3 separate regions of the Mus musculus genome follow, and all the other regions are linked to region 2. A link is a contact called in public ChIA-PET and promoter capture Hi-C data. All regions are on one chromosome and are shown on one strand. Each heading gives the region's core, a stretch centred on a gene start, on an enhancer-like site or on the middle of the called end of the contact. The rest is flanking DNA. Distances are from core to core; before and after follow the strand shown.

Evidence for each region. Promoter capture Hi-C pulls out the DNA fragments that hold promoters and counts their contacts. ChIA-PET counts read pairs in DNA pulled down with a chosen protein or histone mark.
Region 1: a contact with region 2 is called in a promoter capture Hi-C map of second pharyngeal arch cranial neural crest. The contact joins the promoter of Olfr156 here to the promoter of Reck in region 2. A contact is called at or near these places in 15 of 39 promoter capture datasets (the 3T3-L1 cell line, 3T3-L1-derived adipocytes, the SN4741 cell line and 9 more), 1 of 15 datasets of contacts at CTCF or cohesin (stem cell-derived epiblast-like cells), 20 of 484 Hi-C or Micro-C datasets (the HL-1 cell line, Sertoli cells, adipose-derived mesenchymal stem cells and 9 more), 8 of 115 datasets of contacts at active chromatin or transcription factors (T-cell acute lymphoblastic leukemia, astrocytes, embryonic stem cells and 2 more) and 2 of 9 other capture datasets (adipose tissue and pancreatic islet).
Region 3: a contact with region 2 is called in an RNA polymerase II ChIA-PET map of memory CD8 T cells, with 66 read pairs. The contact joins the enhancer-like site here to the promoter of Reck in region 2. A contact is called at or near these places in 2 of 484 Hi-C or Micro-C datasets (the HL-1 cell line and nephron progenitors), 4 of 115 datasets of contacts at active chromatin or transcription factors (effector CD8 T cells, embryonic stem cells and memory CD8 T cells) and 2 of 9 other capture datasets (adipose tissue and pancreatic islet).

Annotation. Positions count from the first base shown.
Region 1 is chr4:43,819,947-43,823,218 of GRCm38.p6, reverse strand. It overlaps Olfr156 (olfactory receptor 156), which reads left to right and starts at 1,786. Exons shown (of 1, transcript NM_019474.2): 1 at 1,786-2,884. The coding sequence starts at 1,860. The coding sequence ends at 2,816. Gm30318 (a long non-coding RNA gene) reads right to left here and starts at 65. Exons shown (of 3, transcript XR_390510.3): 1 at 1-65.
Region 2 is chr4:43,873,995-43,877,486 of GRCm38.p6, reverse strand. Reck (reversion-inducing-cysteine-rich protein with kazal motifs) reads right to left here and starts at 1,957. Exons shown (of 21, transcript NM_016678.2): 1 at 1,782-1,957. The coding sequence starts at 1,881.
Region 3 is chr4:43,935,159-43,938,638 of GRCm38.p6, reverse strand. Reck (reversion-inducing-cysteine-rich protein with kazal motifs) reads right to left here. Exons shown (of 21, transcript NM_016678.2): 17 at 1,137-1,329. Among named protein-coding and RNA genes, the nearest start is that of Glipr2, 21 kb to the left of the region's middle. Within about 2 kb of position 1,403, at least 94 of the 459 cell types and tissues checked have an H3K27ac peak or open chromatin away from gene starts, as enhancers often do. A contact at or near this core is called in effector CD8 T cells and memory CD8 T cells, where this site is marked.

The DNA of each region.
Region 1 (3,272 bases), core at 537-3,036, 54 kb after region 2:
GTCTAATTATCAAGGCTGACGAGAGAATGAGAGGTGTGAGCTATGTATCAGGTGCTAAAAACAACCGGGAAACGGTTTTTCTGGACGACTCATACAGTAAAGGAAGAAGAGAAGGCACTTCCTGCCGCGGTTCACACCTCCCACGCATAGTGCTGTACCTGCCATGGCTCACACCTCCCATACACAGCTCTAACATCTCTGAAAACTTTCTCCTCAACTATTCCTGATGCCTGCGGTTCAGCCCTGACAGCTGCACGAGGAGAGCTCTAAACTGAGTTTGGTTTCTCTCACCCATCTTCCCCAGCAACAGGGTAATAGTAAAAGAGAGTCAAAGCCTGACTACGGGGCAGATTTCTTAGAGGAAGATTTGGTGCATCTATTGTCTAGGAATGTCCTAGGGAGGGTGAGAAGGACAAGAGCTGCTCAACTGGACCTTTACATCCTCAGTAGACACAAATGCTGGACAAGAACATGCAGTGATGAGGGACAGGCTAGGGGGAGAGTGGAGAACCATCTGGGCCAGCCTATGGTTCTGTCGGAGCTTCAAGTTCCTCATTGTTTTAAAACATCTCTTCTCTCTGTCTGTCTGTCTGTCTGTCTGTCTGTCTGTCTCTCTCTCTCTCTCTCTGTGGTGTGTGTGTGTGTGTGTGTGTGTGTGAGTGTGTGTGTGCACGCACATGCCTGTACACAATCACATGTCATGGTGCTCATGTGGACGTCAGAGAACAACTTGAAGGAGTTGCTTCTCTCTTTCCATCTTTTGGGTCCCAGGAATTGAACTCTACTCAGGCTTGGTGACAAGCCTCTACTCACTGAACCATCTCTCCGGCCCCACTTTCCTAATCTTTAATGTGAGAAGTCAAGGTCTGAGGCTTTCCCTAATGTACAGGTCTGCAGTTCTTCCGTCCCTGAAGCACACGGTACGCATGGTTCTCTCCTTGCGCAAGACCTCGGTAAGCCTGGAATTGTTTTCCCTACTTTGGAGAATGCATTGCAATGGAACTGCAGTGCCTTTCATGGTCAAGTCAGGTACAGCAGGGTTTGAGTTAGAAGCTGCAACTTAGAAAACTTCTCCAAAGCACAGAGTCCAGTCACAAGGTATACACAGGAAGACACAAGAGACACTTGTCCTTTCATAGGTACGGAGCAGCCTGGTCCTACTGTTGATCTATAGGAAAGGCAATAAGGCTATACTTCTGTAAAGACCACCATGTCCAGCAGCCCCCAGACTCTACTGATAGTGCAACCCAGGGACAGCATCCATCAAATTCACAGGAAATGAAGGACAGGCACCATGCAACAAACAGAAATTCTGGCTAGACTCTAATCTGCCTGGCTACCGTATTCTCTCTGTGTGATGCTAACTTATCATCATAATGTCACTGTAAGGGCTCAGAATCAGAGTGACAGGAGTGAGGGAGACCATGCCAATAGCTAACATTACTAAGAGCGACTTCGGCCCAGAAAGGGGCAGGAATGTTTGGGACAGGCAGAGGCAGCGAGATTAGTCCATGCCCCTCCCCTCCTCTGGAGCCGTGTAGCATCCTACAGTCTCCTTCTTCATGGTTTTCATGTAGTCCTGCATCCATGAATAGACACACCCCTTCCCCCAGGCAGGCGTGCTGGCTCCACTGGCCTGACTATATCGCGTCCCTCCATCTATCTCAGTTGGCTACCAGAGGCTTTTCCTGCTTGAACCAATGCGTCCTGATCTCTCAGGCAAACTAATAGAGAATTGTATCCCTTCAACACTGACTTTACATTTAATTATACGTTCTAGAACCATGCCCACATCCTGATCCTGATGAGCAAGTGCTTGCTGTCCTCTGCTCTCTCAAGACGGGAAGAGAACATGCGAAATGGAAGGAGCCAATCAGTCTACGGTAGCTGAATTTGTCTTGCTGGGGTTGTCAGATCACCCAAAGCTGGAGAAAACCTTCTTCGTGCTCATCCTGCTGATGTACCTGGTGATCCTGCTGGGCAACGGCGTCCTCATCCTGGTGAGCATCCTCGACTCCCACCTGCACACGCCCATGTACTTCTTCCTGGGGAACCTCTCCTTCCTGGACATCTGCTATACTACCTCCTCGATTCCCTTAGTCCTGGATGGTTTTCTCACCCCCAGGAAGACCATCTCCTTCTCGGGCTGTGCCGTGCAGATGTTTCTCTCCTTTGCCATGGGAGCCACGGAGTGTGTGCTCCTGGGCATGATGGCGTTTGATCGTTATGTGGCCATCTGCAACCCTCTTAGATACCCTGTGGTCATGAACAAGTCTGCCTATGTGCCCATGGCCGTCAGCTCCTGGGTGGCTGGCGGTGCTAACTCCTTGGTGCAGATCTCCCTTGCGGTGCAGTTGCCTTTCTGTGGGGACAATGTCATCAATCACTTCACCTGTGAGATCCTAGCAGTCTTAAAGCTAGCCTGTGCTGACATCTCCATCAATGTGATCAGCATGGGGGTGGCCAATGTGATTTTCCTGGGGGTTCCAGTTCTGTTCATCTTTGTCTCCTACATCTTCATACTCTCCACCATCCTGAGGATCCCCTCTGCCGAGGGGAGGAAGAAGGCCTTCTCCACCTGTTCTGCCCACCTCACCGTGGTACTTGTCTTCTATGGGACCATCCTGTTCATGTACGGGAAGCCCAAGTCCAAGGACCCATTGGGGGCAGACAAACAGGATGTTTCAGACAAGCTCATCTCCTTATTTTATGGGGTGCTGACCCCCATGCTGAACCCCATCATCTACAGCCTGAGGAACAAGGATGTGAAGGCCGCTGTGAGGAACCTGGTAGGTCAGAAATGCCTGATTCAGTGATAGTGAGGAAGGAAGTGGGTTACTTCCCCGTTCAGTGCACACAGGGCTTGGCTGGGAATGGTCAATCATTCAGCATAGCCTTGATGGCTAGCCCTGAAGATCAGTCTGGACTGAGTTCTTCGTGAGTGACTGGGCTGGACCATGGACTCTTTAGAATCAAGACACTGGTTGTACAAAATATCCTAGAACCAAGAAAAAGTGCTATGAAAATTAAGTGTTCTTTGTACACTAACGAAAAAAGCAATAAAAACTGAAAAATAAAAACTGAAAAAAAATACACTTCTCTCTTTGTCAGTAAAGTCTAGTTGGGGTGTGTATGTCAGGTCCTTTTTTCCCCTACTGTACAACTGAGAAGAACTCAGTGCTTGTTTTATTTTTTTATTTAGACTCCACGCTGGTCTGGAATACATAATCTCTCTCCATGCTTAGCCCACTCACACCACTTCCAAAGTTTCT
Region 2 (3,492 bases), core at 708-3,207:
CCTTTTCTGCTTCTCATTTTTTGTTTGTTTTTTTATTATTGAGACAGGGTATCACTCTGTGACCCAGGCTGGCCTGTGTATTGTGGCAATATTCCTGCCTTAGCCTTCCAGGAATTGCAGGTGTAAACCACTACACCTGGCTTGTCCAAATACATCTAAGAGCTAACCTTTTGGTGTCTGCTATTCTACATGCTATACATGGATACCTCAGTTAATCCTCTTAGTAAAATCTTGAACCAGAAGTACCCAACCTTCTTAAAGCTCTGACCGTTTAACACACCTCATGTGGTGGTGACCCTCCCTCAACCATAAATGCTTTCTTTGCTACTTCATGACTTAAATTTTGCTACTGTTATGAATCATAATCATCTCTGGGTCTTTGATGGTCTTAGGTGACACCTGTGAAAGGATCATCGGACCTCCCAAAAGGGGTGGCGTCCCACAAGTTGAGAACCATAGATGTAGACGGTACCATATATAAGAATGTGGATATTAAAGTAAAAAAAAAGATTAAGGCTAAGTAACTTACTGAAGTTTTCCTAAAAGCCCTACTCCACAACAGTGGGATAAGAAGGGGGTAACTAGTATTCTTTAGACATCTTTGGACTAACTAGAACACAGAGAGATAAGCTGGATTAGTCAAGAATTCACAGTATTCTTTCGTCCCTTTTCTATTGGTTTCCTTACTAGTTTATAGTTAAATTTAGAATTCAAATAATTAACTAATCCCAGGTTCCTGTCACAATCTTCTTCAAATGCCTTCCTTTAAAATAAATAAATAAATAAATAAATAAAGCATCAACCAAAACTCCTTAATTTTAACTTCTCAGGCTTTCTTGAAAACTTCCTTGAGACTGGGTATGTTTTTCCCCTGAGTGCCTCTCCCTGTAAGCAACACACTCCTCCGTTACTTTTGTTATAAAAATTCCATTCATCTTTCGATGGCTAGTATAGGTAGACACTCGGTTTTTCTCATCTTCTAGGTGAATGTCAACGTTCCTCTGTGCACATGCAGCCCCACCCGCATCTCTCCTCTGAACCTGTCTGCCTGAATTCAAACTGCTTAGCGCTCCTGTCTTCCACCACCTATCAGCCTGAGGTGTCCCGGGAAGCACGAGTTCGTGTCACATCCGAACGCTGAGCAAGCGCAGGAAGGACAATCCTAAGCGGTCAAGCTTTCCATCCATCTCTGGTGCAACTGCTTTAACAGAGCCCTAGAACACACCTCTCTCCCGAAGCCAAGCCGCCACGGGGTGATTTATCGATGTGTAGTCAACCCCCACCCCACCTTACCCCATCCCCCAGCCGGGTCTCAGACCCACGGTGCACCCGCCAGGCAACCTTGTGGACCCTATCAAAGTTCACCGCCACTCAGGCCAAGTCAGTCAAATTAACAAGTGACAACAACTGACTGGGCAGCAGCAGGGGAGCTGCACCTACGTATCCCTTCCGCCCAGCGGTGCTATCCGGAGCCCAGGCACCTCCCTGTTTTCTGACAGGGACCCTGGCCAGGGACCAGGGTCCGGCAGGGCAAGGGGCCCCTGTCTGGGAGGTGACAGAACAAGGCCTCGAACCCCAGTCACCACCCCAGGGTTCGCAAGATCTTCAGGGAGAAGAAGACGAGGGCGGAGAGCGGCCTCCGGGTCGGGCTCCAGCCCGGCGTTCCTGACCGCCGCCCGCGGGTCTGGGGGCACGCGCACCCCGCCCCCGGCTCCGCGCCATCTTGGAGCGCTGAGGCACTCCTCAGGACCGCCCCGATCGTGGCTCCCGCGGCTACTCACCCGCGCTGCCCGGGGCCAGGCCCCCCGTCACCTCCGCGACCCCCGCCGCGGCCAGCAGAAGTAGCAGCGCGCTGCGCGGGGAGGCCCGGACGCTCGCCATGTCCGGGCCGGGTGGGTCCGAAGCCGCGGGATGCTCGGACCCAGCCTGGCCGTAGCAACCCCTGGCACCAGGCCCCGCCCCCGGCGCCTTGGCTCTCTGGTGATTGGCTGCGGCTCGCTGAAGCCCCGCCCCGGCCGCTCAGAGTTTTCAAAACCTCCCGGGGGGCGGCAGCGCGCCCTGGACCCTGGCTCTTTGTTATGGGCCAGCTGTGTGTCGCCTTCGGACTCGGGCTCCCGGGCTGCGGTCTTCAAACGGGAAGTCAGAGGCTGGAGACCCCTGTGGAATGCCTCTGTCCCGTGTCGGGGCACATAGGGGGTGGGGAGCCCGCAGCTCAGGGGCGACTGGCCTGCCGAGATCACTCTGCAGGTCCGTCTGATTTGCAAGGGCTAAGTCAAAGCTGAACTGTAGGGCGTGCACCCCTAGTTGAATCCTCCAGAACACTCTTACTATCCTGTCCAAAGGCTGCCTCGACCTAAAGAAGGCGTGTTACCTGGCCTCCCCTCAAAGCCAAAGGGCTCTGCTGAGGGCACGGATTCACAGGCTGGCTTCGCTGTTAATACCTATTGCACTCAGAGAAAGGGTCAGGGCAGCCTGTATGACTAGACTTAGAGAGCCTTGAAATTCAGAATTGGTTCGAGAGGATTTGGAGATGAATCTTTGAGCAGCTACTCCGGAGAATGTTCCAGAGGACCTAGGAATCAAAGCGAATTCATTGTGGAGAAACGCCCCCCACCCCCCACCCCCCCCTTTTTCCTGGCTACCTGGCCCTTGAACAGATAGCTCGTCCAGTTTAGAGACTTGCTGTTCAGAAGTGAAGCCAATTGCTTATTTCCAGATTCCTCTATTCAGGTCACTAACAGCAGCTTTCTCCTGCGACAGATGGTAACTATGACTGTAATGAAAAGAACAAAGTCTTGACACCCTCCTCGAGTCCAGATTGTACACTACTCCCGACTAGCCCCGTGTCTGTGGGTGAGGACATTTTTACTTCTGAGCCTCCCCCCCACCCCAACCCTCATGCTGGCCTTCTTGATAAGATTAATGAACGTATTGTGTTTATTTACTTATTTTGAAGACAGGATCTCATACAGCTCAGGCTGACCTTGAGTTTACAATGAAGCCAAGGCTGGCCCTGATTTCCTGATCAAGCGCACAGGAACCCAGTCTCATATTGTATTTAGAATGTCTCAGACAGTGCTTGACCCAGTGAATAATTGAGATATCTGAACTCAGGCCATGGGGCTAACTGGCTGAACGTATTTCCCACTCTGCCCCTACTACTTTGTGCTTCTTCAAAACAACAGACTTTCTTTATTAAAAACACTGAGGACAAGCCGGGCGTGGTGGTGCATGCCTTTAATCCCAGCACTTGGGAGGCAGAGGCAGGTGAATTTCTGAGTTCAAGGCCAGCCTGGTCTACAAAGTGAGTTCCAGGACAGTCAGGGCTATACAGAGAAACCCTGTCAACAAAACAAAACACCACTGAGGACTGTATTACATCGTTTCTGCCCCACCCTCTTCCCTTATCAACTAAGGCTTTACTTTCTGGAACAGTTCTAGGCTCATAGCCCAGCTGAATGGACGGTACTAAAACATAAAGTGCCCCTCATA
Region 3 (3,480 bases), core at 154-2,653, 62 kb before region 2:
ATGAAAGTCTAAATGAAAAGATCGCTCTTCATGAAAAGGTGGGACCTTATCATTTCATGCTGGATATGGGAAAAGAGGAGGAGGGAGGGACCAAGAGATGAGCAGGGGAGGCAGAGTCTAGTATAATTATTGGGTAGTTAGGGATATACCTGAGAAACACCCTAGCAAGGATGAAGAGAAGTGTGTGTGTGTGTGTGTGTGTGTGTGTGTGTGTGTGTGTGTGTGTGTGTGTAGCAGGTGCTGTCCATGTGAGTGGGGCACCAACTCCAAGAGAAAACTGTAGCCAGACAAGCTGAAGGGATTTTCCCCACCATGGAAGCATGGAACATGTCAGGTTTTTGTGGTTTGCAGGTGTCGCTGGGGCCTAAGATGGGAATCTCCCAGGACAGGGTCAGCACAGGATCAGGTCAGTGGGAAGCTCCAAGGAGCCTATCCCATAAGGTTATTTAATGTGGAAGCAGATCTTACAAGCCTAAAAGACTGAGTTAGGCTGATGTAAAACAAAGCTTAGAGATTTTCATGTCACTTCAGCCCAGTGGGAGAAGGTGGGAAGCAGGAAGTGGGGGTGGGGGGAGATTGCTTTTCTTCCTGATTCCTCTCTCCTCTTTCTTTCTTTCTTTCTTTCTTTCTTTCTTTCTTTCTTTCTTTCTTTCTTTCTTTCTTTCTCCCCTCCCCTCCCCTCCCCTCCCCTCCCCTCCCCTCCCCTCCCCTCCCCTTCCCTTCCCTTCCCTTCCCTTCCCTTCTTTTCTCTTCTTTTTTGAGACAGGGTTTCTCTGTGTAGCCTGTCCTGATACACCAGCCTGGCTTCAAACTCATAGATATCCTCCTGCCTCAACCTCCCAAGTGCTGGGATCAAAGGCATGTGCCACCACTGCCTGACCTGATTTGTTTCTATGGCAGCCCATAGAACTGTGAAAAGATGGCTAGCGGTGACCATCCCCGGTGTGAAACCTTAAGTCTTTTCCTAGGAATAGGTTCTGCCAGCTTCTACACTCCTCCTCAGAGGCACACACTAACTCCCCGGGCAGCGTTAGCGTTAGCCACACCACTCCTTTCTCAGCAGGGCTGCATTCTGCTTGTCTAAAAAGGTCACAAACTAACTTGATACCCTTGGGTTTGGTAGCCAAACAACATACCTGGCAAGGGCCTCTGTAAGACAGGCTTTTCCCTCTTTGGTACAGAGTGCAGAGGTTGCTGTGCTCCATGTGATCTGTGTCACACACAGGATCTCGGGCCTGGTCACAGGTGAGCTGTCTGGGCACACACTCATATTGGCTACATCCAAATTTATCAAAAGTCGTCAGGCAGACTTGTGGTTTTGGCACACATCTGAAAATGATGAAAACAGTAGGTGACGAGGGGCAGGGAGGAACTTCAGTGGGGGCAGCAAAGCCCTGGGTGTGGTACAGGAAGCTGAGGAAAGAGCCGGGCTAGTGCAGAGGAGGACAGTCAGACTAGAGAATGGCAGACACGCTGCTCAGAGAGAATTAGCTGTTGAGTGATGAGCCCTGGGCACACGTGGAAGAGGGCGTTCTAACTGGAACTTGGTGGGCAAGGAGAACAGAAGCAGGCTAGACTGAGGGAGGAGCCACAAACTCGAGGGGATATTCCAGGATGTGGGGGCGGGGAGGGGTGCGCTGAGGGTAGGGGTGGTAAACAGAAGTAAAAGCCAAAGACTCAGACATGGAGTGGGAACACCTGACCTGAGACCAAGAGTGGGCGGGGTCCAGCACTGGAGAGAGCACAGTCAAGAACCACAGACCATTTTGAGATGCTTTATTTTTTAAGGCAAGCTCTCACATGGCCCTAGCTGGCCTGGAACTTACTATACAGACTAGGCTGCCCTTGAACTCACAATGATCTGCCTACTTACTGGATGTGGTACTCTATCTCACCTAGCTAAGTACTTAATTTTTAGCTTGATTAACATGAGTCTATCTTAAGAAAGGCTCTACTAGCCAGGCGTGGTGGCGCATGCCTTTAATCCCAGCACTTGGGAGGCAGAGGCAGGCAGATTTCTGAGTTTGAGGCCAGCCTGGTCTACAGAGTGAGTTCCAGGACAGCCAGGTCTACACAGAGAAACCCTGTCTCAAAACAAAACAAAACAAAACAAAAAAACAAAAAAGGAAGGCTCTACTTTTTATACTAAAAACTCAGCTTCCTGTGCCTACTGGGTGGGGGATGAGCTGAGGGGAGGCCACAGAAGCAAGTCCTTCTAGTGACCTAACAAGGAAGGTGTTAGAACCAGGGGTACTGGAGAAAGTTGGTAATGCAGAGAGGAAGCAAGCAATCAAGCTGAGTAAATAGAAATAAGAGGCTGGGCTGGCGCGATGCTCAGGGGACAGAAGCACGTGCTGCACAGCCTGATGTCCTGAGTGTGACCCCAGAACCTATATACAAGCCAATGTGGACGCACACACTCCTAATCCAGGTTTTCTGCAGTGAGAGGGGAGGCAGAGACAGTGGGCTTTCCCAGAGCACCCGAAGGACATGACACACTGCAGAAGCACTGAGACAGACTTCACCTCAAACAAGGTAGGATGCAAAGCCAACTCCTGAAAGCCATCCTGTGGCACGCATGCCTACACTCACAGCATATATACTCATATCATACTCATACACTGAATACACACACACACATATAACATACATACACATACACACACATACCATACATACACATCACACACACACACAGAGACATACATTTTTAAGAAAAGGAAGAAGATCGCAGGAAAAGGCTGAGAGTCTGGAGGACAAACTTAAGAAAACGATCAACGCAGTGATGGTCTGTTTTGTCTCGTCATGTCCTAATGTTTAGAAAAATGTCTGGTTTATCAGTAGGTATTTGAGGGAATATAACCCTTTCTTAAGAAAACAAAGACAGAAACAAACCAACCCCCCATGCTACTGCTTTTATTTATTTATTTATTTTTAAAGATTGATTTATTTTATGTATATGAGTACACTATTGCTGTCTTCAGACACACCAGAAGGGGGCATCAGATCCTATTACAGATGGTTGTGAGCCACCATGTGGTTTCTGGGAATTGAACTCAGGATCTCTGGAAGAGCAGTCAGTGCTCTTAACTACTGAGCCATCTCTCCAGCCCTGACTACTGCTTTGAAAGATGACACAAATCCATGGGTAAAATGAAAAGGTGAAATGGTGTATTGTGCAAAGTCAGCCCCTCCTCCCACAGCGCATGTCCCAGTCCCCCAGCCCCCTTTCTTAGCTATTCATTCCAATTCTTGCAGAGATATTGTGTGCAGGTAAGAATCTTGACTTACACTGATCCAAACGGGTTGTGCTTTTTACCACCAAGCTACATTGCCTAGGTTCACGCACTGAAACCTGGCTTAGGGGCTGGAGAGCTGGCTCAGTGGTTGATACACATCTCTCCTTCAGAGGAGTCAGGTTTGATTCTCAGCACCCACACAGCAGCTCACAACTGCCTGTAACTCCAATTCTAGGGATCT